3 separate regions of the Gossypium hirsutum genome follow, and all the other regions are linked to region 3. The links are chromatin contacts, called in public Hi-C maps. All regions are on one chromosome and are shown on one strand. Each heading gives the region's core, a stretch centred on a gene start, on an enhancer-like site or on the middle of the called end of the contact. The rest is flanking DNA. Distances are from core to core; before and after follow the strand shown.

Region 1 (4,432 bases), core at 1,349-3,848, 200 kb before region 3:
GAATTCAGAAAGAAGTAAGTCAGTCAGAGGTTTATGGATCAGAAAAAGAAAGAATTTTTAGAGCTTAAACAGGGAAACATGACTGTATTTGAGTATGAGTGGGAATTTGTTCGGCTAAGTAAGTATGCCAGAGAATGGATTCCGACCAAGGCTGATATGTGTAAACATTTTAAAGAAGGTTTAAATGAAGATATCAAACTATTGATTGGAATTCTTGAATTAAGGGAACTTGTGGTACTGGCTAATCAAGCACACAAAGCCGGGGAATTAAGAAAAGAAAAGAAACAAGTAAAGAGAAGCCCGAATTTTCGGTAAAAGATTTATGGGAAAATCATAATCATCTGTTTCAAAGAAGTTAAAGAAGTAGCATGATCTTTCTACCACTTTTACGAGATATTTTAGGAAAGAGTGAGGCTCCTAACGCTCTAATTCGAGATCTTCTTCTCCATCCGTTACAAGTGTTGATAGTGTTGAAAGTCCTAAACCAAGATGCAAACATTTCAATAAATTGTATTTCGGTGAATGCCACATAAGAAGTCCTCAAAAATCATACCAGAAAATAGGTTAGACTATTGTTTTCTCATGGTTTCCTCAGGTTCTCAAGTAGCCTCCTCAATCCTGTGACAATGCTAAAGAACTTTCACTAAGGTTTGGTTATGTCATGTTTAATACATACATATATAAGGTTTGGTTAAATTGAATTAAAGTAAAATATAAATCATCACAAGAAGGTAAGGTTGATCATATGAAGATGTGATACTATTTTATATATATTAATGATGTTTGCTTGATTTATATTACTTGAATTGGTTGGAAAATATATGCAAAAGTTGTAGTAGGTTGAAGGTTAAATTTGGGTGAGAAATAGGGCTAGGAAATGGCCTTATTTTGTCCATATGGGTAGACACACGGATATGTGTCTTAACTGTGTATGACACATAGCCTGGCACATGGGAATGTGGTTTGGTCGTGTGTCCCCTGCATCCAAAAAATTGAGAAACAGAATGCTCAGAATTTGACACATGGGCGGAGACACGGGCGTGTGTCTTAGCCGTGTGAAACCTGCACCTAATTTGTGCAAATTGAATTGACCATATGGCCTAGCACACGGGGACGTGTGGCAGGTCATGTGTTATAAGTCAAGGAGTTACACGGGTAAGGACACGGGTTAGGACATGGTCGTGTGGCTTACATCGAATGCCCACACGGCATACTCACACGGGCGTGTGACCCTTGTATTTAAGAAAAAAATTTAAATTTCGTGAAAAATTCTTTGAGATTCCGATTTAGTCCCAATTTGATTCTAATGTTTAAATTGGGCCTAGAGGGCCCATTCAAAGGACAGTATGATTATTTTTAGATATGAATAATAAATGATATGAATTTTCTGTAAACTCCGATAATGCTCTATAATCCTGTTCTAACAACAGTTACGAATTAGGGGTGTTACAAGTCCACTAGGTGTGTTTAATGGTACGCTCTGATACCAATTGTTTAGTCTAAATTGATATTTGAAGGCAGAATTGAGCAGTGCCAGGAGCAGTACTAATACCAGTGGCAACTGCTTCAGGCACAAGAAATGAAAAGTGTAGAAAAAAATAACAACTCAAGAGATGTTTACACAGTTTGATTACTCTACATCTGTGGGGCTTTAGCTAGAGAGAATATTAACTATCTTAGTACTTTGTACAACAAGTGTTTCCAAGCTCTAACACTCACTAGTTTATACTTCTCACTTTTGCACATAATATCTAAACATCTCCCCTCTAAGTTTTTCCCTTGAAAATTTAGGACTCTAACCAAGTCACACACTTGATTATTATAGAATAATGCACTCAAAAATACGTTACTCACTGAACAAAATAAATTTCTCCCAATAAGTACATACCTAGACAAGTTCTTACTATATGTAAGTGGATGAGACTTGAAAACATACTAAAATGTTACAATCAATTATCCCTCAAATTAAGTAAGATAAATATCACATATAATATATATACCGTAAAATAAGATTTCAATCAATTCGATATATTTCCTTTTGTGGTCATGAGTTGATCTGATCCATAAGTAAAAGGGATGATGATTGCTTCAATCAAATTCAAACAAATCTCTAAGATCTCTTTTTAAGTGTAGTTTGAATATCAAGGATGAGCTGACAAGTATCTCAATCAATTAAAGAAATCATAACTTAAACATATTTATTGCCAAAATTTGCCAATCCAAACATGACAATTTTTCTATGTAGCCATTGCTACTACCCGTCAGCACTGGCCTAGGCACTCCTTGAAAAAGTGCATCAACATTATTTAGTCGCATGATTTTGTTAAATAATAAATTATTATATTTTCATATTTTCTTTCGGTTTTGGTTTTGGTGTTGGAATACCGACTTTGGAGCATTGATCCTTAAGTAAATACAAATTAAATGTCCAAAGGACAAGAGAGAGTCAATAATTTCATATTGATCTTTAATAATATATGTGTATATATAGATAAATCATGTCTGAATGATACCGACCAGGCTATGGAGAGCTTGAGTTTCTCAAATCTTTCTTTTCGTATGGACGGTGTTCAGTGTGAGAATGATATCAAAGTTTGGTGATTTTCTCTCTTAGGTCCACTCAATGGTTTCTTTTCCTTTTTGTTTCATAGCTTGCATTATTGGATGGTGAATATCGTTGCCATTTTTATTTATTTATTTTATTTTCAGTGACAATTTAAATACTACGAATTGACACATCTCTTTTGATTAATTTGTAAATGCCCATCCTTCAACCTCTCATCCACATCTCAAATTGTCAACAAAAACCGCCCTCCAAAAAAAGGACATTAATTAATTTTGCTTCTTTCTGTTTTTTGTCTTTTGTCTTGCAGTACCAAGCACGAATCAAAGATCATGCTACAAGTACTTTTCTCAACTAGGCATGCAAGTCAAGGTTTCAACAGATCAATACAGAAATTAGCTTGGAAGATTTATATGCTATCCAGAAAGGCAATGATCTATATGCTATCAAGATTTTGACATTTGATCGAATATATATAAAATATTTTACTATATCTAGAAAAAAGAAAAAGAAAGAAAGTCTATGTAGGCTTGTCCATTCCACAATCATTTGTGCAATTCATGTGCTTTCCAAGTAAAACAAAATAAATCAATATTATTTTCTTTGGAGGACAAAAGGCAATGAAGGAGATTTGACTTTGGTTATTGTTTGATGGGGACTTGAGTTTGTTGGGTTTAGCAAATTGAAAGAGAGAGAAAAAAAAAGTAGAAAAGTCATTTAGGGGGGCTTGTTCTTCAAAGGGATCAGCCAGAATGTTGGTCGAGGGAGTATGGTGGTGTTGCCGAAATCATTAAGCAGCTAGCAGCTGGTAATTTGGGGACCGCTCTTTGTTGCCTGCAAAGCCCATAATGTAAGGGATATGGATATACACCCTTCAATAACCAGATGCTGACAATAGCAAAAAAGGAAATAAAAAATTAGGGATAGAAAATCAATTGAATCTTAATTCAGTTGACACCATTGTTATTATAACAATGAGAAAAACGTAAGTTCGAGTTAGGTTCGAGTATGTTTAAGCATATATTTCCTTTGTTCTAAAGGAAAAGCATAGATCTTAGTGATAAGATTTGAAAGGCCTAAATAAACTTTTTAAAGAAAAATAGATTTATTGAGAATGTTTAAAAAATTTTGATAGGAAACTTTCAAAAATTTTAAAAAGCTTGATGAGAATTGACAAAATTTTTAAAGAGATCTAACTAAAATTTTGAAAAATTTAATGAGAAATTCCAATTTTTTTGGGGGGTCAACTAAAAAATTTAAGGGTTTAAAATGAATTTTCAAAAATTTTGCCCCCATCCACCTCTAGTTACGAATATAAATTTTTGAATTCTAGATTTTGTTTGTATCTGTATAAATCAAGTTTAGGATGTAGAAGTATCATAGAGATCCCTGTATTAGGAATTAGATTGCATTTTGCACCATTTACTAAAAATTAGTCCTTATACATTAGATTAAAAAGTAAATTAGTCATTTTTAGTAAAAAAATTATCTATTTTTACTATTAAAAACTGACATTGCTAATAGAATAACTAGATAGTTACATGTGGTGTGTCATTTGCACCTCATTTTGATATACAATGATCAATTTTTAACAGTAGAAATAAATAAAATATTTTATTTTATTCTTTAATCTAACGTACATAAACTATATATTTACAAAATACCCTTATTTTAATTTTATAACTATTTTCAATTATAATTTCATAAGAAATTATAATGTATATTTTAATTTTATAAATGATATTTTTATATATTTCATTGTAATTTTCATGTATAATGTTTTATAATATATTTAATTAATTTTTGTAAAAATTATAATATAATTTTCAAAATTTTGTGACGGAATACAATAAAAAATATGAAAATCGA
Region 2 (4,549 bases), core at 814-3,313, 240 kb before region 3:
AGTGTCTTGTTGCGAAAGTCGGTGCAACGTTACTTGAGCTTCATCCTTGGCATACTCTGGATAAAACTGTACCTTGAACTTGCATTGAAACTCTTTCTAAGTTTCAATTTCTGTCCCACTACGTCCCACATCGGTGGACCTACGATGCCACTATAACAAGGTAACGTTAGTAAGATACATAGTAGTAGTAATTACCTTAGTGGCAATATCCGTGATGCCTTTGGCATGGAAGTATTACTTGACTCCCTATAGGAAGTTGTCCACATCTCTTGTGAACTTTGTTCCCTTGAACTCCTTGGGCTTGGGAACATCCACACTGGGCTTGGGTGCTATAGCAACTAACCCTTCATTGCCCAAAGTAGCCTTGTAGATTGTGAGTTTACCCTTGAGCTCCGCAATCTCCTCTTTCAAGGTCATCATTATAGCCTCAATGGCATCAGTCCTACTAGTCATCATAGCCTTGATGGCATCATCCCTACAGTCAACTTCTAAACATTATCCAACACATACTCTTTGAGCTGCTCTTGCATAGATTGCAACCCATCATTAAGCCTATTATTGACATCATCAATCCTCTCCTTAGAATCCCCCATAGATTCCTCGAGAGTGACGACTTGATCCTCTAAAGCTGACAGCATGTCCCTCGAACGGATAGCTTTCTTAGCCCTCCACGAGTCTCCATTCCATCAACATTCTTAGCAACTTCTTTCAACATCTTTCAACGGTGCCTTCCAACGCTAGCTCTGATACCAATTGCATGGACTTAGAGTTTTCACAAGTAATCCGTGAGGTCTTAGGCAGTTTCTTCGCTAAAAAATGCCTAAGTCAGCCTAACTCGCAACAATTGAGGATTCAACAGAACTCCTCTAAAGCCCGCATAGCAGAAGAACGAAGTAAGAACGAACTTGAAAGATGAACAAAAGCCACAGAAAAACAAGAACACTTGAGAGAAAAAATTGAGTGAATGTTCTCAAAATTCTATTAATTACTAAATGAATTACAATGAGGGGGAGATGCCTCTATTTATAGCTAAACCTTCCCAATATCAACGGTACAGATTGAAATACATTAATGGCTAAGATTTAAAGTTATCTAGATATCAAATCTTTAAGATTACAGGATCGTATCTTCTAAAGATTACACTTAATGTCTAGGATCATATATCTTTGAAGATCCTCTTCCATATTTGCCAAGCATATCTTTGAAGATCACGTTCCGTATTTGCCAAGCTCCGGAGATGGGCTTTCAATCTCTCAAAGTAATGGACTGGTCTGATTAGGCCAAATGACCTCCCTCGAATGCAATGGATCGTACAAGTTCGTCATGGTTGCAGGTTCCCATGCGCAACCCATGACACTAGGACTCGTCCTATTGGCAAAATGTGCATAAATTTCCAATAACAAACAATCCGGTAGGCTCTTGGAGTTCCCACTGTTAGCTCGAACAACCTTAATTTCCTCACTATCTTCTGTCAATTTCTTTCAACTTAAACTTCTAAACCTATCTTGGTAACAAAATGATAGCGTAAGTGACTAAAACGTAATATTTCAAAAATAAAATGTAATTTGGGGCAAAATAAAGTGACTATTTTTATAATTTACTCTTAATTTAATTACATTTTCAAATTTCAATTATTTAATTAATTAAATAGTTACTTGAAAAAACTTTAAAGTAATTCTCACGTCCTTTTTGTATTTATCAAGAAAACGCATTCATTTATCAATGCCACCCATTTATCTTATTTCATCATTTTCATTCAATTCTATCTATTCGATTCTACACGAAAATTTGTTCAAATATTCACTTTTTGATTTTTTTATTTCTTTCAATTTTTCTAATTTTATTGGATTTTCAATATTTCCATTTTGTTTTTGTGTTTTTCAATTTTTTTGTATTTTAAAAATATTTTTAATTGATATTTAAAAAATGAAAATGAAAATGAAAAAGAAAAAAAAATATAAATGAATGACAAACGTGATAGTAAATACCACTTAATGCACTTTGACTCTTCCCTTACCACATGTGCGCGGCGGCTTCCTTAGGGTTTCAAAACCTTAACCTGAAATTTCATAAAGACGTGGGCCGTTTGGCCTCCTAGGCTGATTGGACTTGTACTTCTGAGTTTGACCCGATTTGAACTTGGACTTGACTTAATTTAAACCTTAAGTAAATAGATTTGGGCTTTACCTAATTTAAAATAAAATGGGTTTTAAAAAATATATATTTAAAAACCAAATCCAAAGTAGTTTTATTTCTCAAAATCATTTAAAAATAAAACAATTAGAATAAAAATGATTTTATTTAAAAACAAATTTTCTCCAAAAACCATACCTGGACTGGATATCCCAATTTCCACCCTCATCATGCCAAATTTCCTAAATTTTAATTAAACTTATAAATTATTTCAACATAAAATTTAAACTCAATCTCCATTTAATTGTTAGTTTTCAATTCAAATCCAAATCTTGTAAAATCAATTTTATTAAATCCAAGTTTTATTTTAATTTTAAAGTTAATTTTACTTAATTTTAAAATAAAAATCAATTTTGGCTCGAAATTATTTCATAGCTCTCATTCAATGATTCCAAAGTCAAATAGACTCACAAGAGAGAAAATGAGAAACATGCATGTTAGATCAAAATTATACCTTTTTTCAATTAATTTATTTTATTTTCTTTCAATTTTCAAATTTTCAAATTTTCAAAACAATGTATGACCATTTTCTTTCTACACATCTATAAAAAAATTATATTTTTATTTTAGGTAAATTATAAAAATAGTCATTTTTGTTTGACACAGATTACATTTTAGTCATTTATGTTTAAAATGTTATGTTTTAGTCACTTACATTATTGTTTTGTTACAAAATGATCACTTTGCTGTTAAGTTTCGTTACCTCCCTAACGGCAGTCCTACGTGGCAATCCAAATGGGTTTTAAATGCCAACTTAGATGTCCTACGTGGTAGTTTAAATTAAATTTATTTAATTAAAAATCTATTTTTATCCCAGCAATTGGATATATAAGTTGTCATTTAAAATCCATTTAGATTACTATGTAGAACTATTGGTAGGGAGGTAACGGAATTTAATATAGAGTGGTCATTTTATAATAAAACAATAACATAAGTAATTAAAACATAATATTTTAAACGTAAATGACTAAAATATAATGTGAGGTAAATAAAAGTCACTATTTTTATAGTCACTCTTTTTATCTTTCTAACTTTCTAACCTTTCCATGCTTATTAAATGCTTGTAAATAGGTTAGTGGTAATGACGAATGCGCGCATTTTTGGCTTAATCAATGGGCGGGTGTATTTTACTTGCCATCTTTGTTTCCAAGTTTGTTCTCTTTACCATCTCAGCAAGACTCATCGGTGGCTGATATTCTTTCTGTTGAGGGTCATTTATCTCTTCACTTTCGAAGGGCTCTATATATTTGGGAACATAAGCTTGTGGGGAAAGTGGCTAGTATCAGGTTGAAAATTGGTATTGAGGACAAGTTGATATGGACTATGGATACTAAAGGAAAATTTTCAGTTAAAAAGGTGTCTTGGATGCTTTACTAGGATAATCTAATGATCTCCGATTCCCGAGTTCTTAAGATTGTTTGGCGCTTGAACGTACCACCAAAAGTTCCAAGGCTTTTCCTTTGGTTGGTGATTCATGATAGCATCACAACAGAATGTTTCCTTGGAAAAGGAGTCTTATCAGCGAAGCGGATTTACTCCTTTGCCGCTGGAGCGGGTTGGAGTAGGAGGAGGCATCTAACATGCTTATTAATTGTTAACTAGCATGGGAAACTTGGGGAGTGATTCTGAGATGGTGAGGGGTTTTGTTTTGTCACGCCTTTCTATTGAGGATTTCTTGCTTACATGGGATAGCTGACGTATGTCGAAGGTTGGTCTGAAATGTTGGAGACTGGTGGGGCAGCCACTTTGTGATCTTTATGGTTAGCTCGATCGTAATGAGACTACCATGAATAGAGATTTCATTTATTTTTAGATCGAGTGCAATGCATTGGGTGAAAGCTCTTCCAGGAGAATAAGTGGTGGTTTGACCCATCTTTTTTATTTTGTCTCGATGTCGTTTGTTTGGCAGGTTCCTCCTTCATCCATGAAATTGAGTCTTGACGGAGCTTGGAAATTTGGTGCGAAAAAGGCTGGTGTAGGCGGAGTTCTTAGAGACTATGGACTGGTTGGTGGTCTTTTCCATGGTTCTATTTTGACTTCTTCTCCAGTGGAGTCTAAACAATAGGCGATCGATCTCTGTAGCACTGCAACTTTTTTCTTCTTCTCCTTGGTTGGGTAGTGTCTTAACTTTTTGTTGAATTAGATTCTTCAAATGCTAAATCTTGGGTCATTAATCCTTCAATGGAATGTCTTTCATGATATGGATTCTTTCTGCAACACGATCACAAGAGTTGATTTCATCCATATATGCAATTTCTTTGTTGATAACCTTGCAAAACTTGGTCGATCCAAGGAAAATGAGTTCTTAGCTTGGTTCTGAGCCTCTCAATTTTCGTCTTGCTTCTTGTTCTTTCGA
Region 3 (4,225 bases), core at 1,313-3,812:
GCATCGTCTTGATAATGGGTCGTTCATATACCTGCTGCTCTATGTCAATGATATGTTAATTATGGTTAAGGATTCATCTGAAATTAATCAATTAAAAATCATGCTTAATTCTAAGTTCGAGATGAAGGATCTTAGTGTAGCTAAAAAAATTCTAGGAATGGAAATTTCCAAAGACAGACACTTTGGGAGGATATTCTTGTCATAGAAAATGTACATCAAAAGGATCCTCGAACAGTTCGAAATGAAAAATCTAAAACCAATTAGTATACATTTCAGACTTTTAGCTTCAGAATCACCACGAACCAAAAACAAAAAAAAAGTATATATCCTCAGTTCCTTACTCTAGTGCAGTTGGAAGCTTAATGTATACAATAGTTTGCACTCGTCTTGATATTTCACATGTTAGTTTTGTAAGTAGATACATGGTTAGACCTGGTAAATTACACTGGCAATCAGTTAAGTGGATCCTCAAATATTTGAGAGAGACATCAAATACTCATTTAGGGTTCAGAAGAAGTTCAATGGTTCTAGTGGGCTTTGTAGACTCACATTATACAAATGATCTAGATAAAAGAAGCTCCCTCACGAGTTATCTGTTTGTTTTTGGCAAATGCGTCATTAGTTGGAAAGTCATGCTTCAAGCCATTGTGGCTTTATTGACTACCGAAGCTAAATATATGACAATCATAGAAGCTGTGAAAGAAACCATTTGGTTAAGAGGTCTATTTGGGGAGCTAGTTAATAAACATGATATGACTATTGTACATTGCGATAGTCAAAGTGTCATATATCTCACTAAGGATCAGATGCATCCATAAGAACAAAACACATAGACTTTCGGTATCACATTGTTCAAGAGGTGGTTGCTCAAGACGATGTTCAGATTCACAAAATTGGCAGAGAAAATAATCCAACTGATATGATGGCCAAAAGCCTTCCAGTTTCAAGTTCAAACATTGTTTGGACTTGGTTAGGATCCTGCAAATATCGAGTTAGGCCCAGATAGGACTCGGCAAAGAAGGCGTTTTGAAAATATGAATCAGGATGAAAATTTGTGGAGTGTGCCTCACATTTTGGAAAAAAAAGAGTCGACGTTGTGACAAGGAAGAGTCGGCGTCCTGATGACGCGACACACGACGTCTCTATGAGAAGATCCCGACGACACGACATGTGACATCCCGATGAGTCGATAAATGACGTCACGACGTGGCGACATGTTCCTTACTAAACTAGATTTCTTCTTCTAGTTAAACTCTACTATCTTTTCCTAGACAAACTCTAATAACTCTAGGGATATTTTAATCATATGAGCCTATGAATTTTAGCCTATGAATAGGGCTTTTAGGAATCCTAGAGAGATTGATTCGATAACGCAACAAAAGAGAGTGGAGGGGAATTTTGTGTTTTAGCCAGAGAGCTTTGTATTTTTTGGGATTTAGGGGCTTGTTTTTTTTTTCCATTTTGTATTCTTCTTTGGTTATTTGTCGTTTTAGTGAAACTTTTTTTGCCTGTGTTTTTTTATCCTTTTTAAAAGAATTTTTTCATAAAAATATTTGTGTCCAATTTTCTCTATTTGTTCTTATTTGTTCAATTCGGATTTATCCTCAACATAATTGTTTTTGCAATAAATATGATATCTCACATTTTAAATCTAACAACCAAATCATATTACAGAGTAACCTATATAATATTACATATGTAAGGGAAGAAATCCATCAATTTACGCTATATTAAATTTTTGGGCTTAATTTTTGTATGCACGAGTTCATCCTTTTAATTAACTTTTACAAATCTATGAATTGTTATGGCTATAAACAAAATTCTAGAATTTTGACAAAATAACGTGAGATAAGAGGAATACTTATATTTTAGATGCCGTATATTATGCAACGATCCAACATTCATGGGGTCACTCACTCAAGACCCCACTACCATTTAATGCATTCCAACGGCGGCACAGGAAAAAATAAATAGATGGATAATCTGTTGTAATGACCCAAAAAGAAAACAGGGAAATTATAAGTTTACAATAATGTCTCAGTTAATACCCCATAATGAGTCTACGACAACTCAGCAAAGGAACATGCATGTCCGTTTCACATTTGGTTTAAACATGGATTTGAAGAATCGTCTTTAGCTAAATTTTGAATGAAAAGGACATCTTGCATTATTTAATTTCATTAGAATCTTGTAGTCTCATAATTTGCAAATTGTTTCATCTTAATTAATTATAAAATATATGGTATGATAATAATTCATTTTATCCTTTAATTATAAAGTCAAATTACAATTAATTATTTAAAATTTTAAAAGATACCCTCAATTAAAAAATTAATCATTACTGTCTACATAAGATATCTTAATTTCAAATAATACAATCTCATCTATCACTTCCAAGTTCCAAATAAAAACATTTGAAAGATATGCCGGAAGAAACAAAGATATAGAGGGCATTAAATGAGCAGTAAAATACATTCACTTTTTATTGAAAGGACAGCACCATTGTTGTACTGGCTGCTGTATTATTACATTTGTATACATGAATTGATAATCGGTTCCCTATCAGCACTGTTCACCAATTCTCTCTCTCTCTCTCTCTCTCTCTCTCTCTCTCTCTCTCTCACTCAGAGCCACTGGCGAATTTGATTGATTCACATAAGTAAAAAACAAATGGCGAAAGGCTTGAAGAAATGAGAAAAGTAGTCTAGGATTTGAGTGTGCTTCTTTTGGTCTTATCCTGCTATACCCTCTGTATTCTATTTATATACGTAACAGCTTCAAGAATTTGCTTATATGTCAAAACTCTAAAACCCAAGAGGGAAAACAAAAAAAAAAGTTTAGAATGAATTTATCAGCTTCACAATGTGGTAGTGGTTGTGAATCTGGTTGGACTTTCTACTTAGATCAATCCTCTTACTCTCAAACCCGGTGTCAAAATTTTGGCGGCAACTTTGATGAGGTTTATGGGGTGAAAGGAGCTAGATTCGGGGTTGAAGATGAAGAGGAGGGTTTATCCATGGTGTCTGATGCATCTTCCGGTCCAAGACATTATTACTGCCAAGATTATGTGGAATGCCTCGATGAAAATAGAAGCTTTTGTTCTCATCCTGTAAATCCTGAACCAGCTAACAAAACCAGCAAAAACAAAAAGCAGATGAAGGAACATTGTAGCAATAATCAACAACATTCTTTTCTTGATGACACTGCCAGCTCCCCTGTAATAAGCTTTTCCGAGGTAAGTTCCACTATATTCTCATTGTTCTTATTCGGTTGGTTTGTAACAAAAACAAGAGTAACAATGGATGTTTTCTGGTGTTTTTACAGAAGAACATCAACAAAGATACTTCAATGGAGTTGTTGGACTTTTCACAAGGCTTTTCGGGTACACATTTTAAGGTACTAAATATATACTATATCCTTCTTTAAAGCAGTTAAGTCTTCCATTATTATTATATATAAACTTAACTATGCCACCTGTGAGATACTTTCAGGGCAAATCATCATCATTCCAGAAAAAACTTGGTTTCCTGAAATCTGGAAAAGCAGGTTCAAAAAACCTGCAGGTTAGTCATCGATTTTAACTTTCTCCTCGACATTCTTAAAAATAAAAAAGAGAAATTTGATGGTTAGATAAGCTGTAATTTGATAAAAGAATTTGGTGGTGGTTTCCAGGGAAGAAGCAAGGAATGACAAAAGGGTAAATTGTAACAGCTTTTGTCTCTACTAATGCAGCTGTTCTGGAGAGAGAAATGGGAGGAATGTTGTAGAAAAAGAAAAACAAAACAAAAAGGCCTTAGATCTCAAAGGGATTTTGTTCCTTCCTTTTTACTCTTGTTTTTTTTATTCTCCGAGTCTACTCTTTTTTTTTTTTTAATTTCTTTCTGTCAATGCAGTGGGAAACAACCTGAGAACATTAAAAATAAATTAAAATTTCGATGCCATTGGATATATATGAAATTGCAGGTTTTCTTCAGTTTATTTTGCTGACACTGCGTAGACAATGTAGAATCTGGTTCTATTAGCATAGAATCTATGTTTTTCAGGTTTATCCACTGTAGATTGTAGGATTTAAAACTAGTAATTCCCTTGAAAGAATGTTGTGCCGACCATAGTTTTTTTCCAACTTGAGGACTTGAAAATTTTGTATGCTCAGCCACAAATAAATTAGCTTGTTTAAATTTCAACAGTCAGAAAGACTAGTCCCCATCTTTTGGCAGAATGATTA

What was found. A called contact is a pair of places that touch in the nucleus more often than the background predicts.
Region 1: a contact with region 3 is called in a Hi-C map of leaf, with 2.6 times the contacts expected there. The contact joins the enhancer-like site here to the promoter of LOC107952566 in region 3. A contact is called at or near these places in 6 of 34 Hi-C or Micro-C datasets (callus, hypocotyl, leaf and 1 more).
Region 2: a Hi-C map of leaf shows a contact between it and region 3, with 6 times the contacts expected there. The contact joins the enhancer-like site here to the promoter of LOC107952566 in region 3. A contact is called at or near these places in 21 of 34 Hi-C or Micro-C datasets (anther, callus, cotyledon and 5 more).

The regions. Positions count from the first base shown.
Region 1 is chrA02:20,728,132-20,732,563 of Gossypium_hirsutum_v2.1, reverse strand. No RefSeq gene overlaps it. Among protein-coding and RNA genes, the nearest start is that of LOC121210892, 23 kb to the left of the region's middle. Within about 2 kb of position 2,598, at least 2 of the 9 cell types and tissues checked have an H3K27ac peak or open chromatin away from gene starts, as enhancers often do. A contact at or near this core is called in leaf, where this site is marked.
Region 2 is chrA02:20,762,440-20,766,988 of Gossypium_hirsutum_v2.1, reverse strand. No RefSeq gene overlaps it. Among protein-coding and RNA genes, the nearest start is that of LOC121210892, 11 kb to the right of the region's middle. Within about 2 kb of position 2,063, at least 2 of the 9 cell types and tissues checked have an H3K27ac peak or open chromatin away from gene starts, as enhancers often do. A contact at or near this core is called in leaf, where this site is marked.
Region 3 is chrA02:20,524,203-20,528,427 of Gossypium_hirsutum_v2.1, reverse strand. LOC107952566 (protein SOB FIVE-LIKE 5) reads left to right here and starts at 2,562. Exons shown (of 4, transcript XM_016887785.2): 1 at 2,562-3,235; 2 at 3,325-3,396; 3 at 3,492-3,563; 4 at 3,673-4,184. The coding sequence starts at 2,843. The coding sequence ends at 3,690.